2 separate regions of the Gasterosteus aculeatus genome follow, and region 1 is linked to region 2. A link is a contact called in public Hi-C data. All regions are on one chromosome and are shown on one strand. Each heading gives the region's core, a stretch centred on a gene start, on an enhancer-like site or on the middle of the called end of the contact. The rest is flanking DNA. Distances are from core to core; before and after follow the strand shown.

The links. Hi-C and Micro-C count contacts between places; a contact is called where the count stands out from the background.
Region 1: a Hi-C map of skeletal muscle shows a contact between it and region 2, with 2.4 times the contacts expected there. The contact joins two enhancer-like sites. A contact is called at or near these places in 2 of 6 Hi-C or Micro-C datasets (both in skeletal muscle).

What each region holds. Positions count from the first base shown.
Region 1 is chr7:28,126,217-28,132,004 of fGasAcu3.hap1.1, reverse strand. The region is part of intron 2 of zbtb16a (zinc finger and BTB domain containing 16a); the gene reads left to right. Among protein-coding and RNA genes, the nearest start is that of zbtb16a, 36 kb to the left of the region's middle. Within about 2 kb of position 2,189, at least 7 of the 9 cell types and tissues checked have open chromatin away from gene starts, as enhancers often do.
Region 2 is chr7:28,079,089-28,084,733 of fGasAcu3.hap1.1, reverse strand. All of the region lies in intron 4 of zbtb16a (zinc finger and BTB domain containing 16a), which reads left to right. Among protein-coding and RNA genes, the nearest start is that of htr3a, 39 kb to the right of the region's middle. Within about 2 kb of position 1,588, at least 4 of the 9 cell types and tissues checked have open chromatin away from gene starts, as enhancers often do.

The DNA of each region.
Region 1 (5,788 bases), core at 940-3,439, 47 kb before region 2:
ACATATGATTTTGTTCTATTGGGGGGGGCTTCCCGTACACGTGTCGACACATCCCCAGATGCATTAGTGTCACATTTGGACAAGTCTGCACGTTATCCGTCAGATACTACGTTATCAGTCGGCCTGTAGTGGTGTGTGATGTTTCCCCAGCCGGGGTCGGGTAAAGTCTGCTCTCGAGTGAAGGGAGCGACCCCGGCGTGACACCCAGACGCTACTATTTCAGTGTTCCAGCCCTCCGGCCAAAAAGCTGTCAGCACATATTTTATCCCTTCCCTCCCTCCAGTATATTCCCCCTCCCTCCCTGGCTTCTTGTTGGAGCTCCTTTCTATCGCTCCATATGCGTTGCAGGCACACTGACTCAATGCAATATCCTCCTTCTGTGTTAAAATCAATCCAGGTTTGAATTGGGGTTAAACGCCTGACTACATGATACGAACATGAAACTTTCTCAAGGGATTACTTGCATTCATTTTATTTGACCTAAAATTGTACGTTGACCTGCAGTGGGTGGGCCATTATCTTGTCAATTGGCAAACATTTCCGCAACATAAATCGGAACATTGGTGAATCCAGGTGGAAAAATATCTTTGACGTATTCAAGTCAATGGTTTTAACAGAGGGATTCTTTATTTTTCACCAAAAATACCGTTAGTGAATTTAGGAGAACTTTTACATGTTTCCCGAAGACTGGTAGAAAGAAAACGTGCAACAAGCAAAATTGACCCAAGCATGAAAATGTCTTTTTGCTTTCGCTCTCTCCACTTAAGAAAGAATTACCATGTTAAATGCTGTTTTCAAATTGCCTTTCTTCGCCCTAGTTCCTGTACAGAATGAATTGTTCTTCAAGAGAATGATCCTGTTCCTTGACTAAACCCAGAAACACCTGGCACTTATCATTCACCTGCTGCGCCTCTTTTTCTTATTCTGCCCATTTATCTTTTAACAACTTTAGAAAAAAAAAAAAAAAAAAGGCCGGTTGTCACAGCGGTGCTTTTAAATTGATCTTAAATTTACTGCCTGCCGGCATTAAAACCCCTCGCATTTGAATTTTGGAATTGCACAGTTGCACCAGACGCATAAGTAATCAATCCGCTCGTCTGCTTTCCGATTTACGCCAACATCATTAACCGGGCTGCCACCGCGCAGCACCGAACCGCACTGGTGGAATCAGTGTGTGTGTGTGTGTGTGTGTGTGTGTGTTATCAGATGGATTTCACGCGCACATGAACTCCTCACACGACCCTCCTCTGTGCGGGCAAAAGCTCTGATTCAAACTGACGGAGGTTCTTGGCACGAACCGCCCACTCCATTCGCCGGCTGCTGTTTCAGCTGTCATACACACTCGCGGAAGTTCTCCACCCCCCCACCCCCCCCCCCCCCCGACCACTCCCCCCTCTGTAATAGTGTGCTGTGCAGAGATGAATGTGCTAATATAGGATGTGGCATCCAGAGGCAATATGTTTATCCATGGTTAACGACACACTTCGGGTCACATGCGATGACGCATGGGATGCGAAGAAGAGCGACGTCGGGTATAAATAAGAACAGAGCGAGCTGCGGTTACATAACGTACGCCGATGAATCCAAAAAGTCAGGTTTAGGAACCTCCGGGGAATATCAGGGGACCGCCAGAAATAGGAGCAATTGTCACGCTTCATTATCTCTCTGCTTCCTTTGAGTTAGCTCACCGTGTAAGACATGTTTAATACAGTTTGTTTCCCATAAGAGTAAGACTTTATTTTGGTTTCATGGAAGGAACATTTCGGGGGATTTGTGGCTCCCAGAATGGATGTTGTTTACGTAATTGACTGGGACGACACGTTTACTTTTGATACTCGATTTAACAATTCGGTAAATAACATGAATTATCTGTTTTTAAAAGTATCAAGTCTTTGCAGCTGTAAAGAAAAGACCAGATCCACGTTACATAACCCTCTGTGTACTGTGGCCAGGGACAAAAACAAAAAAAGCCAAAGCCAACCAAACCACCGGTGGCGTGGTGCTCTATTGCGTACAAGAACATAGCAGAGCATCACGCGGCCTCTTTGGGATGAGAGCTGCTTGTTTACTGCGGCCCCGCGGAGCTCCGGCTGGGGCCGTTTGGGACGCCCGCCGGTGCCGCTGTGCGACTCTTGGAAGGCGGACGTGCGTCCAATGACAGCGCAGATGGCCCAGCGCCACCGCCGCCGCCACCTGAACCTCCCCAGGCTCCCGCGCACAAACGCACACTCGCACACACACACACACACACAGTACCGAGGTCAGACGCGTCAAAACAAGCTGCCCGCGGCCGTCTCTGGTGTCAATAAGCCCCTGCAATGTTTTTTTTCCCCTTTCTTTTTCCTTTTTCTTTCCCTCCTGCGTGCACACAGTCATAAACCGCTAATAATCGAATCCGCGTTGTCTTGACACACACACTCTCTCTCAGACACGCTCTCTTGTCCTCTGAGAGTGCGATGGTAACGGCGTTTTTTGCGGGGGGAGTACAGTAAATCAATGGCCGGAGGCATTGCGTAATAGCTTGAGGAGCCGTGTGTCCAAATCCCCAAAATAACTGCAGTGTCAACCGCTCCGCTCCGGGTCACGTGGTGCGTCTTCTGTTTCCAGGTAAACAAGCGTGTTTTGCACCGAGCGGCGTTGTGAAGTTGGGACACTCGATGAAATGCTGCCAGTATCTCCTGAGATCAGCAGCTGTAGTCAGAACTGTTGAGCAATCCCATGTGACGGTCCTGCACTTCTGCATATGTGTATAAAGATAGATGTGCATACTGAGCCTGCTTGTTTTTGATCGTTGTACTCACTTGAACACACACGTCTCTTTCTGTAGCTCTTTCAAATGTCACTGGGAAGTCACTGCGTATGAATCGCTCGGTCTGTCATGATCCGGTTTATTCGCTTTTTCCTAAATGATCCATGAGGAGATGGGGAAGCTAAAGTAGGTGACGCTGTGAGTTGGGATACCAGTACCATGAAAGGCCTTGACTACAATTGACACGGTCATTCACCGGTCGCCGTGACCCACAGAGAGAGAGAGGTGACGCGTGGGGGGTTTTAGAAGAATTAACCCTTCCTCGTCTGTGTGACGGTGACATGCGATAAACCCCCCGTTCGGCCTAATTTACACTTTAAAAATGTAAAGTAATTAATCAGGAAATTCCCAAATCGTCTTGTAATTGTTTTCACACCAACTCAGCCAGTGTTGCGAAAAAATATTTTTGAGGCGTTTTTCCCATCCTGAGGCTTTTGGATTCTGCGTTTGCGATTAAACGCCACGGCAAAGCGCCCAAACTTCTCAAGGTCAAAGTTGGATCCAATGTCATCTGATCCCGTTTCAACTCTTTGTGCACTCTGGCTTCTGTCTGCATTCAACCCAGCTCTCTTTATTTTGTGAGAGCTGCGCCGTCGCACAGGTTGTTGTTGTCGAAGCGCAGCTTTTATCGATGTAACAGGTGCTTAGCTCGACTGTGGCAGTCAAAATAACACGTCTCCTCCTCTGTTTGGCTTTGCGAATGGGAGCTAAAGTTAGACGTCTTTGAGGTTTTTCTGTCACTTGATGGAAGGTGATGCCGATGCATAATGCATGAGGAGAGAGAGGAGACTTTGTCTGGCTGCTTTTTATAGACCACCAAAGCTGTGCTACCGCGCGCGCACGCACACACACACACACACACACACACACACACACACACACACACACACACACACACACACACACACACACACACACACACACACACACACACACACACACACACACACACACACACACACACACACACACACTCGATGCGATGTAACCTCTCGCAGATCAAGAAAGCAAGAGCGGAGGCAAAAACAGGAATCTAACAAACCGGCAACATAGTCGAGAACGAGGCGAGGGTGGGTGGGGGGGGGGATAGAAAGTAACAACAAGACGAAAGAGACATGTTGACGTGCTATTTTCAGATGGCAGGATCTTTTGATCCGAAGGAGAGGCGGGAGGAAGAGGGTGCAGCGGCGCTGGTGTTTGTCTCAGAGATGGGCTTTAACAGAAATACTTTATACGTGTGATCTCACACGCTCTCCTTAGACGCTCTACTGAAAGGGTCTTTAGGTAAAATGAAGAAGAGAGCGATCACACGGGAGGAGGTGGAGGTCTGTGTGTGTTGGGGGGGGGTGGGGGTGGGTCATGATTTGCAGGCGAAGCTGAGCTTCTTCTTTTTGTTGCAGACTCTGCAGACACCGTTTTTGAGTTATTTTCTCCTTATCCCTCTAATCCTTATTTAACCAGGCAGGTTGACTAAGAGCACGCTGTCATTTATAGTAATGACCCGGGGGGGGGGGGGCTGCAGGGAGCTGCGCATACACACGCACACACCTGTGTGCAGCGCATAGTGACGCACCGCAGTCACACTGGTGAGTAACACTTCTTCGGATGCGTCGTTATTCCACCCGTTTTTGGGGTCATTAATTAAAGCGACGGCGCCTTTTAAAGAGTCAAATTGTCTGTTTTATTTTGGGCCTCTATAATGCAGAACAACTGGTACGTACTTAAGTGGCTTGTTGTGAGTGATTTGTGAGAACTTGTCCCATTAAGCAATATATTATGTATTTTCATTTTTTTTGGGAGGAATTATTTGCAGTTTCTCTGCTGTTATTATTTTCCTCCCCATTCCTGTAACAGGTTGTTAAATCCCGCTGCTGATGCTGTTGAAAATGAGAGACTTTCCTTTATTGATCTCTGACAGCAGGATTTCAGTGTGCTACATTTGAAATGGGAGTCATGAGTAACATTGGGGTGCTTATTAGATGATTCTCACGAATGCTCTTTGGACTCTCAGGTTAAATTCGTCATGTTTTGCACTGGTCTTCACAAAGATGTCTCTAGTCCGGAGCTTTTGACAAATCTGACTTTTGCAGATAAGGTTGATAAGAAGATGACATTTTCTTTTTTATAGGCTCCATCATGTTTCAACGAACATGTTTTGATGTGTAATTGATGTCCAGCCGTTCTGAATAGCTATTTTTTCCTTTCCTATTATTCGTCTTGATTCCGTTTAGTTAACTCACTCACAGGCGCTGCTCTCTTTTTGTTCTTAAGTAGGCAGCTGAGCAGTTTGAATACAACACCCTTTGAATTTAAGGCTGTGTTACGTATTTTATTTTATTTTTTTATGCAGTCAAATTTGCTCCTGCCAGTCCGTGGGATTTGAACTGCAACCTCTGGGTCATTAGTCGTCATTGTCACCTCACTGAATAAAAGGAATTTGTGAGAAGGGGGAGCACTTCAGACTGAGTGTAACTGTGGCCGAGCGGTTGAAACTGCTTCCTGAGTAACGCTGAGGGTATTAGAGAGTGAATCCTACCTTCTGAGCTTTGGGGGAATCCAGCGTCTCTTACTGGGATTAACTTGAAATAGTGATTTACTGCCCAGGAAGCACAATTAAAAGTCCCCTGCAATATTCACCTTCCATTACCTGAGAAGCCAGGCTCTTCCATCCATAAGCGGTTAGGTAGCAATCATGCATGACCTGCTTCTAATTTGGTGCAAAAAGTAACTTGTTACATTTCCGTTGCTTTTGACAAAGTGGTAGCAAACAGTTTCTGGATTAACATTAAGACCTAATCAAAGCTGAGAAAAGATGCAGCTCTAGTGGCCTCTGTGAGCTCAACAACTCAACAACTCACCCCACATCATTGTGACCATTTCTGAAAGGCACATCTATCTTTTTTTGATACGATTTTTCGTTGCATAAAGTGAAGCAAACATAAACCAATGTGGTTGGTTGAAATTATGAACACAGACACT
Region 2 (5,645 bases), core at 339-2,838:
TCCTTTACCAATAACGGCACGCAGAGTATTTTTATCTGAACATCCATTGGAGTACATGTGAAGAAAAAGGCTTTACTTTCATTCGAGGTGCAGCCATTAATATAACTGGTGGCCAGTTTGACTTAAATAATAATAAGTAAGTAATAAATAAGTTGCTTTACAACCACAAAAAGACAGTCACTGAATATGAGTTGATTAGGGTTAGGCGGTTATCTTTTAAACCATGTAGGAAAATATACATATAAACATGAACTAAATTGTCTGACAGAGGTGTCCGTTGTCCAGTGATAACTGGTGTGTTTGTGTATCGACAAAGTTCCATGAAGGAATCGTCATGATTTAAAAAAAGGCTCCGGTTGATGTTCCTTTCGTGGATTAAGGCAGATTAGGTCTCTTCCTCTCTTTCAAGACTTCTTCGTTTGAAGGGTGTTCTACTAGGAATGAAATCTTCTTGTCATCCATATGACATTCTTGTCGTCTTTACTTAACATTTTGGACGCCAAAAAAAAAGAAAAAAAATGGCAAGACGGCGTTAAAACAGGTGGCGGTGTGAGCAGTTTAACTTGAGACTGTTAGTCTCTCTGAGGCCTCAGTGTTGAGTGTCAATGATCGAATTAGCGACTTAAGAATGCGCAACGTTCATTTCTGTCAACAACTCATGATCGGTGTTCCACGATTTCCTTCTCATTTAATGAAATTTGACGAGGGTTCGTTGTCTCCACGGACAGATCGGCCCATTGTGGCGTCGCTCGGTCACATGTGCAGCGTTAGAGACGCTGGCTCCGTTTCTGAGCGCCGTCCCGAATGAATGTGTGTGTGTGTGTGTGTGTGTGTGTGTGTGTGAGCAGAAGGTTGTGTTTGTGTCTGGTGTGTGTCGCAGACTGTCGACAGTGTGTGTGTTTCAGTCTGCTTGTTTGCAGGCCAGATGTACTGAGCCGGGAATGGGGTCAAGGTGGGAGAAGCCCCCCCCACCCCCTCACCACCACCAAAAGAAAAAAGTGTTGGATTTATAGCAGCAGGTCCGGGTCTCTCCCTCCCACACCACGCGCTCATTTCCTGGGCTCTGTCCACGGAGAAATATGGCCTGGAGACGGAGACGGAGGGGTTAGAGGAAGGGAGGAAAGGAGGAAGAGGAGCTAAAGATAGAGACGGCGGTGCAGACACGCGCTGGCAGAATAAGGAGATAAAGAAGACACCGTGGGAAGAAGATGTCAACAACACACTTTGCTTTCCCGTCTTTAAAGTAAAAGAATCTTTTGTGCTTCCAAAGATATCAATAATATGCCTTATTCACACAAACCGACCGAGTCGATCCCGTTTAGCGGCTGATTGGATGCTCCTCCACTTGTTCTGAGGGGCCGTTGTGCTGCTGAATCTGAATTGAATGAGACTTTACGCCTCGGACTGTGCCTGTACTGTAACGGCACATCGGCGGCACAGCATTTACCGCCCCGCCCCCCCCGGTGACCCGGGGGCTCGGTGACAAACACCTGACCCCCCGAAACTGCTTTCTGATCTCCATTCTCAGCCATTAACCGTCTCGGCGGCGTCTCACCATACACCACGTGAGAGGCTTTGTTTTGTGTGTGACAGGAAGGTCGTACGAGGGCTTCTCCCATGTTGCTGTGGCTCTCCAGTGGGAACCAGTGTGTGTGTGTGTGTGTGTGTAGACAGAGGAGCGCCCCCTGCTGGCCACATGCCGCACAAGCGCTTTTATTCCCACTCATCTCAAGCGCCTGTTCTTTAGTCAGAGGCGACTTTATGTGGTCGTTTCGCTGCCGTCGGTGGTGTCGTCGCAATTATATGATTATCTTCCACTAATCTCTCCCATGGAATAGTCCTGCAGGACCAATTTCTGGTGCGGGATCGTTTCTTATCTGCATTTTTAGGCAATCTGGGGCAGCAGGCTTCTCACTTCTCCCCCGAGATGGAGGCTTAAGATGACGGCCTTTTAGTAATGATTTCATTTCTGCCTTCACTGAATCCCAATTTGATCCTAGCGAGGGAGAATACTCAGTTCAGCCCGTTGGAATTTGGCAGTATTTTGGATTTCAGTCTGAATTTGTGGTCGCACGTGGCGAAGGCTAATGAATCTACATGAGAGTGACACGTCTGCATGCTTTGAGTGGATATTATCCAAAGCCTTCATTTTTCCAAAGATCATTTTAGGATTAGTTGGTAATTCCTCCTGGGTACCGGCTCTTTTGTGTGCGCTATTTTAGAAACCACAGGCGGGCGCATACAGGTGGTTGTTAACAGTCCTGGCACTGAAAGCACTTGTTTTTCTCTCCTCTCCCTTTCCGTCTGAGGAGCTTTTGAGCTTCGCCGAGTTTCTCCGCTGCCTTTGATTTCCCCGTGCAAGCGACGAATACACGAAGCTCCTCTCATCTGCCCGAGCGTGCACACTGCACTGTGAGTAAAGCTACAAGCTGCCCGCTGATATCGTGATAAGTGGAGCTCCCCGGTGTGTAAAAGACAAAGATGGGAATTGAAAGACAAAATATTTCCAATATTTTCCCGAGCACGCGTTGTTGTGTGCACGTTCCCGTTTGTGTAATTGGACTCGGCAGTTCAAACCGGCTTGTACGGCGAGCTTAGGGAGTAACTTTATAAATAATGGAGACGCATCGTAATGGTAACGCACAGAAGAGCTTTATATGAAACACTCTTTGGTCTCAAGGTTCATTTCAGTATGACTAAAGTATAGAGACCGACACAGTAGGATCCTCCCCTGAATAAAACATGAAACCAGCACATGAGCCACAGTAGCAATAAAGGCATGTAAAAAAAAAAAAAGCAGGAAAAACGTTCTAAAAAGAGGCACTTTTAAGGGTGATATCCACGTTTTATATTCATCAGGTCCTGCCATGTAATTCACTGAAATATGAATGATGCACTATTTTGGATCCTGTCAACATTTTAGAAAATCCCTCTGTTAAGTGAAACCTCTGCTGGCGGTATGGACCACGAATAGATACTGAAGGTTGGGGTTCCATAGGCTTGTTGATGGAATTTGGATTCAATATTTAATACACAACAATAAATGTGCAATATGCAACGTTTGCCTTGACGGATAGTTGCACGTACACTGCATAACCCTGCTACTCTGTAACCCCTATTCATATTCTATTTCAATATTTATGTTGCGTTCTTTCCTGCCACTTGTTGCTGCGTTGAGCAACTTCCCCTGCAGACATCATTAAAGTTGTCCCTTAATATTGTATATCATAGAGCAACAGCTGCACGCTGCAGCATGATACAAGACTTCATCACAACTGTAATGAAGAGAGAAAGAGAGCGACCCCCCCTCCCTCCCCCCACACCCCTAACCCCCAAATCAATTTCCTTTCAATGGAATTAAGTGAGATTGAGGCACACCACTGTATTAGTTCTTCAAAAAGCAACACTCGCTCGCTCACAGGCACTCAGACACTCTTCTTCCTCCTCCTCCTCTTCCTCCTCCTGCTCTTCCTCCTCCTCCTCCTGCTCTTCTCTGGCGGCTGCCGTTTTCCTCTCGACGGCGTTTGATCGACACACAGCTCATCTATAAATAAAGGCTTTTCTTCCAACCCACAAAGTCAAGTCGGCCGCTCGCAGTTTGGCTCCAAGGTCACAGCTGCCTGAACTCCCCCCTTTTTTTTTTTCGCACTCATTTGCTGCGCGTTTTGGAAATTGCTTTAAAAGCACTTTAAGCAAATTTAACCTGAACCCGAATGCCTTTTTAACACCTATAATCACCAGTTTAACTTCAACCGCATGCATCATAGTAAGTGAATGTCATGGGCCAGATGTTGCTCACAAATGGGACCTTTAAAAATGATATGAACCATTAGCTTTTTGTTTTGGGCTTTTTTCTGTTTAAAACTGTTTTGTTTTTTTAATCTAACCAAATTGAGTCATTTTTTTATATCTCACTTTAGTTGGTTCACCGGCCCAAATCACTTAAATGTTCACTTTTCAATTTTCCACTGCACCCAAAATGGCTTTGTTGAAATAAACCAGATGATGAATCATCAACATCATCATCTATTTCAACGTACTAACGTACTGTGTTTATCGTCAGTAAACACAATGCTAATAGTGTTGCTTCAGCCGAAAGCATGTAGGAGACGGCATTGACCACTGGTTTATTTTTCCTTAGGCGTGTTCTTAGGTAATTTCAAGCCATAGGTATATGATCTAGTCAGAGGGCATTAAAGGAAACAAACATGAGAAAAGTTCTCTAAAACATAATTCCATGAAACTAAATACAGAAAAGCATTTTTTGCATTGCAGGTTTTTGAAAATGTAGGTTTAAGTATATAAGCGCAGTGTTATTGTTTATTAAATGTGTCCTTATTTGGAGGAATTTACAGAACAGAAATCTGAACACCCCATACAAATGTTTGTTTCATTTTGTTGGCGTATTGGAGTCAGTTTAATCTCTTTCTTATTTAGGAAGAATCATTTTAGGAACAATATATCAACAAACCCAACGTCTGGGTGCAACTGAGGTGAAGAATTCTGCCTCAGTTTGAGGACAAAAAGCTCAGTGTCTGAGGTCAAAGTTCGGATTGTACTTTTGACTTTTCCCTCAAAAGATTCTGTGTTTTCTCCATGTTCCTCTGAATCCTCCCCATCAAACCGGGTGCCACTGGCCGACTCCAATATTACCACTTTACTCACTGCAGATTACTACTTACTAATTCATCTGTCTTTTCCTGAGTGCAATCCGCTGTTCACTTTCCCGGTCGCCCTCCCACTGAGTAGAAGCGCGTGCGGCGTTCTTTTACCGCTAAATGTTTGGTTCGCATTAACACGGTTCATAATGTTAGTTTTCTTTTCTTTTTTTTCTTGCAAATGACGTGCTGTCGCTCACGCAGCGCCTCATCGGGGTGTTTTTTTCTTTCGCCTTTTGTGTTGTAGTTGTGTCTGCGAATGGACTGTGCAGCGCCGCCACGTCAAGGCCTCGCCGCAGCGCGCCGGCCGCTGTTTCTCAGTACGAGAGCGGCCGCAGCCTTCATTTGCTCTCCGCGTTGCCCTTCGCTGTGTTTCTTCAGGAGCAGTGTGTGTATGTGTGTGTCAAATGCAAACCTGGTCAACAAAGGAGGCTTGTAGTGTACTGTGACTCTTTTGTCAGACCTTCGCCCCTGTCCTCATCCTCCTCTGCTACCCGACAAAAGCCCAACGGTAACTACATTAAGCCGACCGGAGAGCATGCCTTCCCCATTGTGCCAGACACCTTTGCCATTCGGGGGCCCTTTGGCTGCGCTTCTCCCCCCCCCCCCCCCAGTGTTCACGTATGATTTGTTCTCCTTTTTAATGTTACAACCACCTTCGGCCCCTCTTCCGCGGTCCGTTTTCCTCCCAGCCCTCCCTTCCCCTTTTCCCAAGCCGTCTGAGAAAACAAAACAAACACCCCATCCTGTCCAGCGTGTCTGTGTTAAAGGCAGCGTGTGTGTGTGTGTGTGTGTGTGTGTGTGTGTGTGTGTGTGTGTGTGTTAGGACAGTAGATTGAGGTGCTAAAAGCCTTTTGTCCAGCAGGAAAGACGATGTCAGCAGCCACAGTGAAGGGGGGGAAAAGTGAGGGGGAGCTGGGGTCATTTTGCTTCAGCCTTTGTGTGTGTGTGTGTGTGTGTGCGTGTGCGTGTGTGTGTGTACGGGCC